2 separate regions of the Zea mays genome follow, and region 2 is linked to region 1. Evidence: chromatin contacts called from public Hi-C data. All regions are on one chromosome and are shown on one strand. Each heading gives the region's core, a stretch centred on a gene start, on an enhancer-like site or on the middle of the called end of the contact. The rest is flanking DNA. Distances are from core to core; before and after follow the strand shown. Region 1 holds the start of LOC103626279 (heat shock 70 kDa protein 16). Region 2 holds the start of LOC100216983 (beta-1,3-galactosyltransferase sqv-2).

Region 1 (2,683 bases), core at 70-2,569:
CTAGGTTCTTTTCTGAAGAATTCCTTAAGCACCTTGGCAATGGCAGGCACACGAGAACCTGACCCAACGAGTTCCACAGAATGCAGCCTCTCCAATCCAATCCTTGAATCTGTCACCGCCCTGTTGCAAGGTTCAACAACCCTCTCCAGCAGCCTGGCACATAGCTTCTCGAAGTCCTCCCTTCGGATCACCCCCCTCACATCCTTCTCCTCTATCAGGCACTCAATGTTCACCACAGCCTCCGCGTTCGCGCTCAGAACCTTCTTCGCCTTCTCACAGGCTGCCCTCAACCTCATACTGGCCTTGACATTTCCTGTGACATCAATCATGTACCTGTCTTTGAACTCCTCGGCGAAATGCTCGAACAGCACCTCGTCGAAGTCCCTGCCCCCGAGGTCTGCATCGAACCCGTGAGACAGCACCTTCATCCCCGACATGTCGAAAGAGACGACCGCGACCTGTGTGTCGCATTGGCCGACGTCCACGAACGCGACACAGGTGGGACCCCCGGAGCCGCCGAGGTCGGAGCGGTAGAGGCCGTAGCCAAGCGCGGTGGCGGCGAGGTCGTGCATGAGGCGGAGCGGCCTGAGCCCCGCGATGGCGGCGGCGTCGAGGTAGGCTCGGCGCTGCGCTTGAGTGAAGTAGCAGGGCACGGAGATCACGCAGTCGGCTACGGGGGCGCCGCCGAGGTCGGCCTCCGCGAGCTGCTTGAGGTAGGCCAGCAGCATGGAGAGGAGGTGGGTCGGCGAGAGCGCGATGCGGCGGCCGATGTGGTCGGCGTGGACGACAGCGCCGCCACCGACGGCAGCGGGGAAGGGGAGGCGGGACAGGTCGCGGAGTAGGGAGGAGTCCGGGTGCCTCCCCGTGGCGCCCATGAGAAGGCGCTTGACGCTGGAGAAGGGGGCGTGCGCGGACGAGGCGGACGCGGCGTGGCAGCCGATGAGGCGCGCGTTGCGGGAGAAGGCGATGGCGGCGGGGGACTCGCGCTTGGACTCGGCGTTGAGGAGCACGTCGATGCCCCGCTGCCGCGCCGCCGCCGCCACCAGGGTGTCGTTGCCGACGTCGAAGCCGACCACGCTCATCGCCACCGATTTGGGGTTCGATCGGCGCGAATGGGGGAGGCGGGGTGCGATTTGGGGCGCGGTGGATGTAGTTGGAGATGAACCAGAGCGGTGCGCCGGAGGGAGAGGGTACGGTCGGCGCACGCCGCGGTGGTTGTTGGGCGAGGAGGAGCCGGCCCGTGCTTACTCGGCTGTCGCCGACACGTAGGGCCGGTTTCTTTTGCCTACTGCGGGGACGTGGCTCGGCCCTTTTTTCTCTCGGCTCCTTAGTAATTTTGAGCTGTGTTTGATACGTAATCCAACAAATTCGAACTAGCATTTAATTTAGTGTGTGTTTGTTTCCCTTTTAAACTATACTAGATCAGGTGGCGCCCATTCGGGCGCCCTATCCAACACACTATCCAGCACAGAAAGGCATCCATTCAGCACAAGGAAAAACAGGAGTAAGACGCCGCATAAGGACAAACCATAACGGGAGGTATATATATAGTATTGGGAGCTATAGTCCGGCCAATCCACATAATTATGTATATAAACCTAACGCAGTGAACTATAAATGCATCTCTTCATCCAAAAAAGTGAGCACATCATCTGTCATGTGTTCAAACTCCAGGTTTGTCGAGGCTACAAACAACAAATACAAGAATGTGAGTATAAAAGCTCCATAAATACATGTGTCATGTTCCATCCACCAAAAAAAATTGGCATATGAAATCTTCTAATTCACAAGTACCAGATATCGAATGTCCTTATTATCTATCCATATGACTATGAGGTACCTCAAGTAAACTGTTTTCTAAAATTTACACTATTCTTGGCTTTGACATGCATGTGGTCAAACTTTCTCGCAGTAAGGCATGTGGTCAAATTTACACTATTCTTGGCTTTCACTCGATAACACAAAATGGTACTACTTGAACTGATTAATGTCTTAGTCCTCAAATCAGGAACACACAATGGAATTTTGTTGGCGTTACTAAGGCAGTAAGGCATCAACATTTAGGATCATTTTTAACACTCTATTCTGTAAGTGACATGGAAGATATACTTCTCCAAAGAACTTTTTTCTCAAAATAGTTCTAGGTAATGCAAATTTTAATCCTCAGCTATTGTGCATAAGCCAGACATAATCTTGTCATAATTTGGTACTTGAACAAATGTTAAATAAATATTGTTTACAAGTAACAATATACAGTACAACGCAAAAACATTCACGTACATGAAAACAAACGATGATCTTTTTATCATTATCACTGTGAATAAAATGAATGATAATATGCTTTTCTTCAAAACTGTATTATCAGCTGGCGGTGTTTTTCAAATCTAAGTTGGACCAGCTATTAGTGAAAGTGTGATTTATCTCCCCCACCAAAGAGGTGACCATCATTTACCATGAATGTGCCTAAACGGCAAACAAGTTCAAACAACCTCTAAAGTCCATCATCAATAGTTCTGTCACATAGCCATGCATGATATATGCAGTCAAACAAACACAAAAGCAACTATATGAATAGGCAAACCTAGAACAACTTCCTTTTAATTGCTGCATGTTTACCTCCTATCTGCAGAAATTTCTGGGGTTCTTCTACCTGCTCAATGTTGTTAGATTACCATTAAACTTG
Region 2 (2,683 bases), core at 111-2,610, 170 kb after region 1:
TTACTGATCCGTGGCTTCGTATATTAACATTAGTTCAGAGTTAATAGAGCTTTCATAGACAAGGATCCAACTCAAACAATTGGTTATAATTTCCCTAAATCAAAGACGAAAAGGTTCCTTTAGAAAACATGGTTCAAGCAATATTGTTGGCATGAATACCGTGTGAAGAGAAGAGAAAGATATGGCTTATTGCTTTTATTGATACCTTTTCATGCATGATCGGATGGATGACAAATTTGGATATGATGTCTTTACAACATCGGGATTTAACAATTGAAAGAATGCATATTTGGCACTTTCAAAGCATTGGGAATTAACAATTGGAAGTTTGGCTTAATGATGTGTGTGCTACGAGCGAGAAATATTCAAAGGAGTTGATCTTGATTCTTGAGAAGATCAAGAAAAGGTTTCACAAAAAGAAAGATATGCAAATGCAATTGCATAGCTCGCCTAGATGTGATTGAAGCTTACTCGTTGTATGGTTTCTTGACTTCACTTGTATTTTTCTATAATTTTATTTATTCCTCCTGCGCTCGTTCGAGAAAAAAATAATTCTATTTATTCTAAACATTTTTACCAACACGACATATTACGATAAGAGATATTATTTTACAATCTATATGTATCAAGTTTGATATACCTTATTTTTTTCTGTTCTCCGCCACTGAACCTAAATGTGCAGGGTCATTGGCACACAGGTGGGCTCAGCGCCAGTATGAACAAACGAGCCAGAATAATAGCGCTGACAGAGTCTGAATTCTTGAATCCGTGAGCATCTGAGCACTCTCTCGCAGTTCCCAAATTAGCAACACTCTCAAGGAACTCAGGGAGCTCAAGTACCGCGACTCACGACTCACAAGTTGAGGTACACAGTGCGGGTTCAGAGTCCAAGCAACCAACATTCCCCCTGCAGCCCCAAACCGCAGAATGCAGTTGACCAGCAACACACGGATCTTACCCACATCCATCCCTTCCATCCTAGGAGCGCTGAGGAGCGTACAGAACGAGGCACAAGTGTGGACAGGATGAACTCTCCAAGTCAAGATTTCGTGGAGCGAGCAACGGAATATACCTGTCGGTGAAGAGCAGGCCGAGGCAGAAGCTCCCGACGCATAGCAGCAGCACCCATCTCCTGGCCACGCCATCCGCGCCTCCTCCCCGCCTCCAACCCATGTCCGCCGTCGGCGCGACGCCGCCAACCACCACCTCGTCCTCGTCCTTCTCCTCTCAGGTCCCGCGGCGGCAGCAGCAGGACATGGACGCCCACGGCGCGAGGAAGCCATGACCTGGATTCTTTAATCCCGGAGACCGGAGCTGAGGCCGCCACGGTCTACGCCCCATGACACCCATGTGCGCGGGCGGGAGGCGGCCACCGACAACGCAGGGTACAGCTTGCCTGCTCTGCTTTGAGTAAAGACAGAATTCCCTCGGAGCCATTGAAATGGTTCCTCGATTGCCATTAAAAATTACAGAGTTTAGGACCTATTCGAAAGCATTCAGTTTTTAAAAAACTGATTTATAAAAATTGAGTTGATTATAAATATAATAATTTATAATTTAGTTTATATAATTCTCTATTTTTTAAAAACTAAGAAGTTGACCTCTACTAACTAAAAGATAAAACCCAATTTTTTTATTGGGTTGTTTTTAAACTGTGCCTTACTTAACTGCCATTAGTTTATTATAATTTTTATTCCTGTTTGGCCATTACTGTTAGGCTGGATCCAGTAGAAGCAAAATGATCTACGGTTATTTTTCTGCTGCGTGCCGAGTTTACGTATCATGAGCCAACTATAGATGAAGTGACGGTAGAGGATCTCATTGTGGATCTAGTGGAGTTGATACCTACCTACCTCTGTCGTGTTGTAGTCAGCTATAGGTATCGACCACTACAGAGACGGCAGGAGATAGACTCGGTCGGTCGACTAGTCGAGACGAATAACAACGATTGGAGTGATGCAAGGTCGGTCGATATCGACCGACACATTTGAGCAGCACAGCTACCGATCAGACGCGATCAGTAGCGGCATACGGTTGTTGATGTGGCACAATCTAATTCGTCAGCGCTATTTCTTTTATTTTAATTTGAAAAAAAAACTCATGCATATCTCTTAGGGGTGCATCGAATGTATGGTCACTTCTTCAAGCAATGTTATCTATGTAGGTCTAGCTCTGAAATAAAGAGATGTGCAAATTCTCTGCTCGATGTTGACTTACAATCAGAACAGTTGTTTTACTCCGTCTATTTATTTCCATTGTCTGTTTATTATCACTACCAATTTATTATACTCTATTATTGATCATTTGATGATGAAATGTGATTACTGAAAATATATGGAGTTTGATTATAAGGGCATGTACATTTGCACGGTACTCCAAGTATAAGACAGCTAATACACAATATAATACAGTGGACATGTCTAAAACATGTGTATCTATATTTATTACACCAATCAGAGCAATCAATAAATTAAATTGACCAATCAGTTATTCATCTGTCTCGAACAGAGAGTGTTCATCAAGATACATGACTTGAGTTTTTTTATATTTACCACATTAGACACACTCGAAGACACGGCTCAAGAAATCCATCGTACATGTCTTAATCAGTCTTAGTTAAGGCAACAATTAGTGATGTTCCTTTCTCTTGTAACTTGCGGATCTTCCCTGAAACACCGTGCCA

Evidence for each region. A called contact is a pair of places that touch in the nucleus more often than the background predicts.
Region 2: a Hi-C map of leaf shows a contact between it and region 1, with 2.7 times the contacts expected there. The contact joins the promoter of LOC100216983 here to the promoter of LOC103626279 in region 1. A contact is called at or near these places in 2 of 25 Hi-C or Micro-C datasets (leaf and tassel).

Annotation. Positions count from the first base shown.
Region 1 is chr5:42,843,805-42,846,487 of Zm-B73-REFERENCE-NAM-5.0, forward strand. LOC103626279 (heat shock 70 kDa protein 16) reads right to left here and starts at 1,320. Exons shown (of 9, transcript XM_008646666.3): 1 at 1-1,320. The coding sequence starts at 1,082.
Region 2 is chr5:43,014,526-43,017,208 of Zm-B73-REFERENCE-NAM-5.0, forward strand. LOC100216983 (beta-1,3-galactosyltransferase sqv-2) reads right to left here and starts at 1,361. Exons shown (of 11, transcript NM_001143362.1): 1 at 1,073-1,361. The coding sequence starts at 1,173.